Regions from separate parts of the Mus musculus genome. Here all the other regions are linked to region 2. Evidence: chromatin contacts called from public Hi-C data. All regions are on one chromosome and are shown on one strand. Each heading gives the region's core, a stretch centred on a gene start, on an enhancer-like site or on the middle of the called end of the contact. The rest is flanking DNA. Distances are from core to core; before and after follow the strand shown. Region 1 has its middle 110 kb from the start of Gm42084. Region 2 overlaps Asic2 (acid-sensing (proton-gated) ion channel 2). Region 3 has its middle 42 kb from the start of 1700071K01Rik.

Region 1 (3,844 bases), core at 720-3,219, 270 kb before region 2:
TGTGGCTTCCTCTCCTATTGCACAGGTTGAATTCTCAGCCCACAGAAAAAGAGATGTTGTATATTTAGCAAGACAGTGGGCTCGGGCTTGGTGGTTTTGCCTTTGCTTTTGGGCTTGACCCCTAAGAAGTAGATTATCTTACCCCAGCCAAGGCTGCAACGCCCCCACCCCATGGCCATCTTGGCTGCAACCTCGCCTCAGAAGAGCCCTGAGCTTAAATCACTGAGCTGTGCTCCCCAGGTTGCTGACCTGCTGAACTTAGGCAGTAATAGATGTTTATTGTTTCAAGCTGCTAAGTTGCAGGGTGATTGATCGAGCTGCAGAGATGACTAATATACATGAGGGAGGGTGTAAGGACAGTGCCCGGAAGCAGGGGAAAGCTGTCTAGAAGGAAGGAGGGCTTCATTTACACGAAGGGAAGCTGAAAAGAAGAGATGTGATAGATGTCCTCAGATCCATTGGCCTCCTGAGCTCTGATGTGAGAAGTCTTTGTCAGAGGATCTGAAGAGGAGAGTCTGGATCCGGCCTCAGGGCAGCCCACTGTCTAGCAAGGATGCTGAGCAACAGGAAATCAAACCCAGTTTAATAAGAAGGACGCTCAGCACCTAGAGCAGTCTGGGAAGGGGGCCAAGCGTGGTGACCTCTGATCGGTCTGTGTGCATGCACTTCTAAATGTCGGAGAGGATGGAAATAAAACTGCGTCCCTTGTGCACCAGCCCACTCCTAATTTAGTCAGTCATCCCGAGCACCAGCCACAGGTTAGCTTTACCTGGAGGTGTTGTTTAACAGTCCCAATGTGTGGATTCCACTCTTAGCTGACGAAATCAGAGTCTTGAGGGATGGCCCGGATACTAGCATCTTTAAAACTCTTTTGGGAGATTGTAATGTATAGTCAGTTTGAGAATCACAGCCATGACGGGAGAACCAAAGACAGCAACACACACACAGACACACACACACATGCACACACGCACACCTGCACTGTTGCTAATAACTTTGACTATTCCCAGTTTCGTAATGCTGAGAGTGCTGGCTCGGTAGAGAAGAGGGCAGAGCCCATCTCAACATGGCTCCACACTCCCATTGGACTCTGCAGGGATTCTGCATGGTAGAGACCAAGGGCAGAGGGCAGTACTGTTTCAGCCTCAGGATTGGTCCTTGGAGAGATGGGTAGTCAAGGTCTGCACGTGAGGTCTAGTGGCCTCTCAGAGTGGGTGCTGAGGATCAGACGGAACCTGAAACAGGAGGTGTGCTTGTACACCAGTGGAGGAAGACACAAGTGGAGCGCTCCTAGCTGATAGACACAGTTATCTTACCATGCTTGTATCTCCAGCTACCTCTGCAAACCCACATGGCATTGTTGTCTACATTTTAGAGATGAGAAAACAGAACTGGATAATGCTTATTAAACTCACAGGCCCTTAGATAATCACAGACCATGGGTTATATTTGACTGCTGGGCTGTGCCTAGTACAGGAGGCTATGGGCACCTTGGTTTACTCAGGGTCTCCTTCTGGAGCCTCCAAAACAACTTGCAGCTGCCATGAGATGATTTAACGATCCCTGGCGGGGCTTGGGAGAATGGGTCTGTTCTGGGTGTCCAAAGAGACTAAGGTCAAGAAATCCCCTTCTCTCCCACACTGTTCCCAATTCAAAGCGATGGAAATAGCTATATGGTAATTCCTCAGTCCTGTGTGCCCCTTCTACTAAATGCTAACTAGGCTGCCAAAATTCTTTAATTCATTCATGCCTGGGCATACAGCCATGGAGATATTTAGCAAAGAAAGCATGACCCCTAAGGCTGTGTGGTGTTGGGGATTGCCACTCGGGTTGCAAAGAAACAAGAAAGTATGGAAGAGAGGCGTGAGGACCCTGCTCCAGAGAAATTGACGGTGAGACTCCTACGGCATGAGCCGTTTCCCTATTGCTGCATAGCCACAAAGCCTAGAGTTTCAGATTCAGTGACCCAGCGAGCCTGGAAAGCGTCAGGTCAGAGAGCAGGAGGTGAGGTAGCCTTTCAAAGGCCACGTGACCTTTCCTGGCTTTAAAAATCCCAGTTCCTGGCAGCATAATCATAAACCTCCTTAAATGACCAATTACAATGCAACACGATCCTGGCCCAAAAGAAAAGTCCATAACTCTTAGCCATTAGGAAAATGCCCTGGGAAGATCAATAGGGCAGCACAAACATCCAAGGGGGTGGCTCAGAAATGCTCTGCACTTAAGAGTCCCTTTTGCCTCCTTAGCTCCCTGTCTAAAAGCAGCATTCCCCTGTGGAGCCCCTGCCCTGCTGTTGCCTCTAAGGCTTCCCATACATCTCAGATGAACCCAGTTATGAACCCAGTGACTGAGATGAGGGTTGAGAGAGACGGGGAGTTGAGGGACACAGGAAGACAGGGCAGATGGCTTTATTTTCTCCATTGATTTTTTTAAATCTAATTTGACTTGGCCAGTGCTGTGACATGCACAGCAAGGTCCCTTGGGACTCAGGCCCAAGTTCCTTTATCTGCAAATCCATTGCAAGAAAAGACGGAGGGCGGAGTCAAAGCTGACAGGAGTTTGCAGCTGAAGGCAAGAGCTCAGAAGCCAGAGACAACTGTATTTGTATCTAGTTCCCAGCTGTGTGACCTGTGGAAATTGTTTATAGCCGGTATCCAGTTTCTGCTCCTGCCAGTGGGACTGGCATCTGCCCATGGGGCACATAAGATTCCATGTGTCAAGCACCCAGCAGCGTGTCTGTCACAGTGGATACCAGTTTTACTTGTTATTCGATATCAAGGTTAGTTTCCTCCTACATTTGTTCTGGGCCCTAAGGCATTGCCTGAAAAGGGATCTGGCCAGGGCATTGGTCATGCCTGGCCCCATCTCTCCTGGAGAGGAGAGCACTGGTTTCAGATAGTCTCATAAGGAAGGGACTCAGATCGTAGCAAGCAGAATGCATGCTCAGTAGAAAATACCCTGGGGCTCTGCTCACCAACTTCCTCATCATCCTACAGCTCCAAAGCTATGGAAAGAGGATGAAAATGCCCAGTTTAGCTGGGGTTAGCATTTCTCTATCTTACTTATTGTGTTTGAGTGTGCTTGTTCTCGAGTGTGCAGTGTATACTCAAGTCAAAGGTGACCCTTGAGTGTTGTTTCAATCAACTTTCACCTTTGTGTTTGTGTCCACTTTTGTTTTTGAGACAAGGCTGTTGCTAGCATCTGGATGGCACTGACTCATCTAGTTGACAGCTTAGGACCCTCTTGCTCCCACCTTTCGGCACAGGATTAAAAGCATGCACCACTGTGCCCTGCTTCTTATGCAGGTTCAGCGAATAGAGCTCAGGCTCTTGGGCTTGCAGGTCAGGCACCTTACCCGTGCAGCCATCTCCTGGGTCCCAGAAGTTGTTCTGTTGATGCTCATCTTCTTCTTTGAGCTTCTTCATCCTGTCTCCCAGGCAGCAATATTGATAGTTACTTCGTCTTGGAAATAAGTTGGGAAAATGTAAATCTTAACTACTTTGGAATTAAGAAAGGCTTTTCCTAAATAATCCTCCATTCAAAGAAATACAAAAAGAGTTCGCCTATTACCCAGAAAAATGGGAGCCTGCGGGGGGGGGGGGGCTGGGGGGCAGCTAATGCTGTGCTTGGAGGATGCTCACTAGCCTTCCATGCTTTTCCTATCTTGGGGAAAAAGCTGAAGACAATTGCACTCCATACTCAGCTGCAGAAATTAGATAAAGAACTATAAATTAAATTAGCAACAGCACAGGGGATGCGACTTAATGAAAATGAAATCTAAAATTAATGCCATAGAAAAGAATGAGTCCTCTGCATTCATTCTCGGCGCCCTCCATGCCAGCAC
Region 2 (3,753 bases), core at 250-2,749:
CTGCCAGCCTAGCCAACTCTTCAATGAGAGACTTTGTCTTTAAAAAATAAGACAATGAACAAGAGATAAAGATACCCTCTGGCTGCAATGTGTGCACATGTGGATGAGAACACCCACATACATACACATACACTCATGCACACACACACACACACACTCATGCATATACACACATACATACATATATACACACACATTCATGTACATACATACAAACACATACATACACACACTCATGCACACACTCATACACATACATACAAACACACACATAAACACTCACATATATACATAAACTCATGCACACACACATACTCATACACATACACATAAACTCACAAACACACAAACACACACACACATATATACACACACTCATGCACATACACACAAACACATACATACATACATACATGCGTGCATGTATACACACACAAGTTATAAAAAAGAAAATATCATCTCTGGGGACCAGGGACAGGTAGATAGAATTTGTAATGCCATTTTCTCTTCTTTTACTTGTTTGAAATTTCCCATGCTAAAAAGTTTCTTTTTAAGTGGAAAAAATGGCCCTGGAAGAGTGTTTGATGATAGCAGCAGTGGGTCCTGTTTTTATATTCACCTCCTCAAAGAAGATGTGTTTAATTCTTCCCAGAGGAATCTTTCCTGTACATTGAATCCCTCCATGTGGCACATAGCCTGTCCCGCACATAATTACTAATGATGGGACGGGGCTGGGGCTTTTCCTTTCTCTTTTTGTCTACCAGCCAGCACATAAGACATCCCTTCTTTGAAGCTCTAAGCCTCCTTGGAAGGCAGCCTCAAGCTTTTCCATTTCAGTCTCCCCAGCTTCTGCCCACACCGTACTCCCAAGGTCAAGGTATCCCCAGCTTGTCCATTACTGAACACTGCAGCGCCGTTATTTACTAAATATTTTTCTTTGAACTGACTCATTTCATTTACTTCGGTATGTTTTCAGAGGAAACTATATGTCATTACTGTGGATGGAAAATTAGGCATAGAATCCAGGGAACTGGGATTTAGTGTCCTCGTTATGCTTATCCTAACAGTCATTATGAAACGAGTACAAGAGAAGTGTTCATGAACGGGCAGCTGAAAAATCTCAATTTAAACCATGCTTTGGAAAACACTATCACTGGCTGTGGTTCGCCTGGGAATAGCCTCGTTTTATATCTCTCCCCAGAATGCAGGTGTGTGTGTGTGTGTGTGTGTGTGTGTGTGTGTGTGTGCACATATGTGCGCACGTGTGTGCGCATGTGTGCCTGTGCATGTTCACCTGTATGTTCTCGGTGATAGAACATGTCCACTTGGTCAGTATAGCTGATGTCCTTCTGCTCTGCCCTGGACTCCGTAATCCTGACTTGTATGAGGCAGGAAGGAGTACATGGCATGCAGATGAGGCAGCCAGCCAGTGTGCATCTGTCAGTGCCACTCTCTTGTTCCCTGTCACCTTCCTTGCACCACAATGCTTAGGAAATGAGCAAATAGCCCTGGCTTGAAAGAACATTAGCCAACGTGAGCCATGACAGCAGTAGAAAGAGGACTGGAAAGGACTGGGTCTCAGCTAGAAAGTAGATGGATGGAAGAGATAACACGCTAAAGTGTAATTTGTAAATTGGAATCTCCCATACAACTCAGGACTGTTCTCATGAAGGCCAGAGGAGGATTGAATGCTCTTTTGTTTATCAAGAGGCAGTGAGCCATCTGGGAATGGATCTGGCTTCCCAGCTCCACAGACTGGGTTTAAATCCAACTTAAGGTATCATGAGATAGGATCTTATATCCAATGGGCCTCATTTTTAAAATCTGTGAAATGGGGTTAAGATCGCCCTTTGTCCATGGTTACAATCATGATGCACTAAGGAAAACTCAAGCATAACACTGGGCTGAAAAAAAAAAAAAAACAAAGAAACAAAAAAATCATAAAAAACAAAAATGGCAGTTGTAGTTTCCTTGAACTCATGAAAGACTTCCTGACTCATTGAAGAAAGAATAAACTCTAGCGTGTACAAGTTCAGGGTTAATGTGGAGAGTATTTGTTACTGAAATCCAATACTTTGAGACTGGGTTTTCCATTTGTGTGTGGCAACTATCCAGGGCTATATTGATTCTAAAGGATCACTCTGTGATTGCCCAATTCATCACAGTGTTCCAGGGCACTGCCTTACAATTGCCAGAGGTGTCACGTGACTTGACAGTCGCCCCCCCACGCCCTAGCCCAGCTCAGTTGCAAAGTCCAGGAGGATTGGGTCACATGTTCCTCAGATGAAGCTCCCAGTGTGGACACAACCCACGAGCATAGTAGATTCATAGAGTAAGTGTCCCGGGTCTAAAGATTATTAAGGTCTCCAAGAATACCCAATAATTCACCTGTTTTCTGCTAAGGCTGAGGACCACCAGAAAGATAATATTAAAAACTAAATGCATTGTGTTGACTTTAGGGATGGAATATGTCTGTGGGAAATGACTCTCCCCCTCCCCCCCACCTAGTTCTGACTTCTACAGACTCACTTCACAATGGTGGGCAGCAGACTGCGACAGTGCCCCCTCGTTGTGGAGGGAAGAAAGGCTGAGTCCTGGATGAATGAAACTCTCACAGTGGGAAGGGAATCACAGAGGAAACGTTGCCTTTCCTTCGTTATGTTTCTATCCTGTATTTTCTTCTGAACAAGAACTGATATTCTGCAAATCATATTAATTAGGCACCCAATAACCAGTTAACCCATTCGTCAAGCAGGATCCTTGAGAGATGATATCGTGCTTGAAGCAGGAGGAATCTGGGTGAAGACCTACATTTAAATACAGCTCTGCTGCAAGCTAGCCATGCAAGCTTTAACCCTTAACCACGGGACTTCTGTGTCCCGTGCTATCCTGAAACATGCTCTCCACCTCACGGCATAGCCTTGGTAGCCAATGAGATCACACTTATGCTGCTGCATTGTGACTAGTGTGTGTGTGTGGGGGGGTGTTCTTCAGAATGTTAGAGGTACCCAAATTTCTAAGAACACAGATGCTGCTGTGCCAGTGTCCCACTTTTGATTTTTTTCTTGGGAGACCCAACCATAAAATGTACAGAGAGCATGCTTAGAAGGACATCTTGTCTGAGGGAGGAGGATGCATGAACTAGCAAGATAAAGGCTCAGCGTGGGGCAAGAGATACCTGACTTAGTCAGGGTTTCTATTCCTGCACAAACATCATCACCAAGAAGCAAGTAGGGGAGGAAAGGGTTCATTTGGCTTACACTTCCATATTGCTGTTCATCACCAAGGAAGTCAGGACTGGAACTCAAGCAGGTCAAGGAAGCAAGAGCTGATGCAGAGGCCATGGAGGGATGTTCCTTACTGGCTTGCTTCCCCTGGCTTGCTCAGCCTTCTCTCTTTTAGAACCCAAGATTACCAGTTCAGACGTGGTCCCACCCACAAGGGGCCTTTCCCCCTTAATCACTAATTGAGAAAATGCCTTATAGTTGAATCTCATGGAGGCATTTCCTCAACTGAAGCTCCTTTTTCTGTGATAACTCCAGCTGTGTCAAGTTGACACAAAACTAGCCAGTACAATACCCTACTCTTGATTCTAGCTATTTCTGTTCTGGTTCTTGCCAGCCTCTGGTCACCTCTTACAGCCTTGAAAAGCAGACCAGGCAAGTAGCCTAGTTCAATGACAAACCCTCCTCCAGACTGAGAACTCCAGGTCTAAACTAGCACAAAGTCTGGCAGAGCCTCTAAGATGTGCTC
Region 3 (3,981 bases), core at 200-2,699, 430 kb before region 2:
TGCCACCATCTTGGTTGCCTCTACCTTCTCCCAGCTTTTCCTTCTGCAGACTGTTAGACCATGCAAGGCTCTAACCAAGTGCTGAGAGGTAGCCATGTTTTTTTCCAAATCTACTCTTCTGTGTCCACAATGCCAAACTTGACATTTCACAACATAGTGATCATGACTACCATCAGCCAGTGTTCAGAGCTCACAACATGCTAGATGTGATATTGTTTATTTCATACTTGATTGTATTGACCTTTTCATTGGTGTGCACGTGTGTGTATTGTCTGTGTGTGTCTATGTACATGTGTGTGTTGTCTCTGTGTGTGTCTGTGTGCATGTGTGTGTATTGTATGTGTGTGTGTCTGTGTATGTCTGTGTTCATGTGTGTGTGTGCATGTGTGTGTTGTCTCTGTGTATCTGTGTTCATGTGTGTGTGTGTTGTCTGTGCATGTCTGTGTGTATATGAGTGTTGTTTGTGTGTGTGTGTGTGCATGTGTGTGCACAGGTAAACTCACATTTGCATTTGAAGGGCAGAGGCTAATGTGTCTTACTCAATCACTCTCCACATTTTTTTTTTTTTTTTTTGAGGCAGGGAATCTTACTGAACCTGGAACCCATCAACTCTCTAGGTTATATGGGCAATGAGCAGAGCTCCTCTCTCCATTTCCCAAAGCCCTGGGGATACAGACAAGCTCCGACATGCCTGACTTTTATATGAGGACTAGGAATCTCAATTCAGTTCCTCACATGTGTATGGTAAGCACTTTACCCACTGAGACATCTTCCCAATCCCAAAGTATATCATTTTTTGATACTATTTCTGTTTTTTTTTTTTTTTTTTGATGGAGCAACAAAGATTCAGGGTGGTTAAATAGTTTGATGGCAGATATCTATGGATAGTCTAAGAGTTTCTGCAGATAGCTCATCTCCCTGCTGAAAGAGAGACTTCTGCTAGTTGCAATTCTTGGGTCCTTTAAGGAGACACTGAAAACTTGCATGATAAGCTGTAATAGCTTCTATGACATCTATAATAGTTTCTATGATATCAGCAGGATGGGAATGGGATGCTGAGTAGAAAAGCTGTCTCTTGGGGTACTTGGACACTGGAAGAATCACCGAGAATCGAAATACAGAGGACACCTCTGCCCTAGCCCAGGCCTGTGAGCTCTGAGCATGACCATCCTTAGCTATAGCAGACTGAGGAAAAAAAAGAAAACGTCCTCATCAGAGGAACAGGCTTCAGGCCAAGCTCACAGTGGCTACTGGGAATGGTTAGCAAGGTTTTTTGAGTGGGGACTCTTTCTTTTTTAAAGCTGAGAGTGGAAAACAAATAGCAGCCATGTAAGTGATCTGCAGCTTTGAATTCTGCCCTCATGTACGGCAGGGGGGAGGGTTACAAGAGGTGGGAGGGGGAGGAGCAGAGACATAAGGGCGGTGACAAAGCAGAAACCCGCCCGCCCGATGCTTTCTGATTCAGTCACTAGGAGGAGAAATCTGCCTGTCTATAATGATCCCTGTTGGCAGCCAGCACTAATGGAGTGTGTGGAACTGGTCCTTTGGGACAAGGTGTGTGAAAAATGGCTGCCAAGTGTTAAAAATCAGGAGATTTGTTCTGCGTTTGTGAAGAAATGAATTCCAGATACTTTTTTTTTTTTTTTTTATTCTGGGATTTTTTTTTCCTTTAGCTTTTCAAACCCTTAGCTGAACAGGAGGGAAGAAAAGTGAGCTGAAGTGGCTCCGATTTGCAACAAGAGTGCAATTTCAATTGATTTAAAGTGGGGAGCAACCGAGGTAATGACCACAGAAAGAGGCTGGAATTAGTCAATAAATAAAGTTCAAGGTCCCCAGCCTGACTTCTCTTTCATTAGCTTTAAAGAATGGAAATGCAGGAATGGGAGGTTCCGTCATCTGGTTCCAGAAGAAAAGGAAGGTTGTACAGGACCTGGCCCTTATCCAGAACTCAACCCCAGCAGGATAATTTGACTTAGTATTTTGAGAAATCTCTCTCTCTCTCTCTTTCTCTCTCTGTCTGTCTGTCTCTCTCTCCTCTCTCTCTCCTCTCTCTCTCTCCTCTCTCCCCCCTCTCTCCCTTTCCTCTCTTCTCTCTCTCTCTCTCTCTCTCTCTCTCTCTCTCTCTCTCTCTCTCTCTCTCTCTCTCTGTGTGTGTGTGTGTGTGTGTTCCTCCCCCTTATGGGACACCACCAAAAGAAAGTAAGACTCTAGGACTCTGCCAAAGTCCAGCTTGGTGAACCAATGAGTTTCTCAGGGTCCCTGACAGGACATGGGTGAGGAGCTACTTTAAGAAGTATGGGCGACCCCAAAGTGACCATGCCCCCAGGTAAGCTGCCCTCTAACCCCAGCATGGATAACAACTTCTCCCCAGAGCTGCATAGTTGTAGTCCCCCTTACAAAGTCCTGCAGTCTTTGTATTCTAGCTCCTCTAAGACCACAAAAAGCCACATGTCTATAGGACAGAATTAAATACCACTGTCTGGGAGGTGTAGGAGGTAGCAGCTGAATTCTCAGGTGAGGGCCTTCCTCACAGTCCTCTCTCTGTGAGACAGCAGCAGCAGCAAACACAACTGATTTTGAGTCTCACAGATAGTCACAGCTACTCTAATAGGGAGATGGCTTTTGAGCTCAGGGGATTGTATTCTATAACACTTAGAAGCTGTTCCTGCTAACAGACCTTCCCCAAAGCTTTGGCCTTTGCTTGTCACCAGGATACTCTTACAAGCTAAAAGACCCAGGATCCTAGAGTCTCAGAGACAGGGGATCTGACACTAAATAATCTCTCTCTCCAACTGTCTCCTTCCCCAAACATCAGCCCATTACGGCTACTAGCCACATAAAACTCCTTTCCTTATTTTAAGGCTAGAATGGCATGACTACTATCCAGTAGGTACATGATCATGGGTGTGGGGCTGAGCTTGTGAGAGCATGACTGACAGAAGTGGACACTCATTTGTGCTGGTCTTTATTACTATAGTTGTTGTCTTTCTATTTCCAATAGGATAATGAGTGTTTCTGGCTGTATGTATGTGTACATATACATATATATGTGTGTGTGTGTGTGTATGTGTGCCTGCATATATGTGTGCATAAGTATGTGTGCATATATATGTGTGCATAAGTATGTGTATGTTCATGTATATGTGTGTGTACATGCCATGTGGAAGGATGGTGTGACATGGTTTTCTGTCCCTGGAATAGAGTGTAGCCCTCCATGAGTGTTGACAGTTGCTTGGCATGAGGCTTATTTCTATAAAAGTATATTTTTTACTTTATGTTACTCCTTCAGGAAATATTCTCCCAATCAAGGTTATTGGGGAAGGTTCTCCCTGCCAGGTTTAATGACTCCATGATTCAGAGACAGCATGAGTCTGGGAAGTGAGGGTGTGTCTATGTCCTTAGTAAAAAGTAAACACTGAGACTTTTAGGACAGCCCTTAAGGCTGTAGGAAAAAACTCTGAAAACAGTTCAAAATTAAATAATTTCCCAACTATGCCAAATATAAGAATACAATATGATTTTTATGGGGAGCTTCAGGAACCTGAAAGAACAGAGGCAGCTGCACTGGGAGCCAGCTTGTCAGAAAGATACAAAGGCAGATTCCTGAGTTCAAGGTCAACCTGGGACAGAGTAAGGCTAGGCCTAGACATGGTAGGAATGGCAATCTCAGAGCAAGATCCCACCCAGCTAGCATATTGTCTGTGCAGGCAGATCTCTGAATTCATTTGCAATGTTAAGAAGATAAAGAAAAGAAGTAAGAGTGTACTTACTGTCCTTTTCTACAAAATCAAGGGGCTGGGGTCAGGAGATGATGATTCGTGAGATAACCAATAGGGAGCCTGGGATAATGACTAAATTATTATGTAAATAAAAGACTTGGCTTTTAATCTGCAATAAATGAGCTATCCAGAGAGATTTCAGGAGAGAACTATCGAGAGAGGGAGAGAGAGAGAGAGAGAGAGAGAGAGAGAGAGAGAGAGA

What was found. Hi-C and Micro-C count contacts between places; a contact is called where the count stands out from the background.
Region 1: a contact with region 2 is called in a Hi-C map of liver, with 5 times the contacts expected there. The contact joins two enhancer-like sites. A contact is called at or near these places in 4 of 484 Hi-C or Micro-C datasets (embryonic stem cells, liver, nephron progenitors and 1 more).
Region 3: a contact with region 2 is called in a Hi-C map of liver, with 2.1 times the contacts expected there. The contact joins two enhancer-like sites. A contact is called at or near these places in 2 of 484 Hi-C or Micro-C datasets (liver and uterus).

The regions. Positions count from the first base shown.
Region 1 is chr11:81,368,511-81,372,354 of GRCm38.p6, reverse strand. It overlaps a transcript of Asic2 not described here. Among named protein-coding and RNA genes, the nearest start is that of Gm42084, 110 kb to the right of the region's middle. Within about 2 kb of position 1,969, at least 14 of the 459 cell types and tissues checked have an H3K27ac peak or open chromatin away from gene starts, as enhancers often do. A contact at or near this core is called in liver, where this site is marked.
Region 2 is chr11:81,099,472-81,103,224 of GRCm38.p6, reverse strand. All of the region lies in intron 1 of Asic2 (acid-sensing (proton-gated) ion channel 2), which reads left to right. Among named protein-coding and RNA genes, the nearest start is that of Gm51910, 34 kb to the left of the region's middle. Within about 2 kb of position 1,499, at least 4 of the 459 cell types and tissues checked have an H3K27ac peak or open chromatin away from gene starts, as enhancers often do. A contact at or near this core is called in liver, where this site is marked.
Region 3 is chr11:81,529,584-81,533,564 of GRCm38.p6, reverse strand. It overlaps a transcript of Asic2 not described here. Among named protein-coding and RNA genes, the nearest start is that of 1700071K01Rik, 42 kb to the left of the region's middle. Within about 2 kb of position 1,449, at least 9 of the 459 cell types and tissues checked have an H3K27ac peak or open chromatin away from gene starts, as enhancers often do. A contact at or near this core is called in liver, where this site is marked.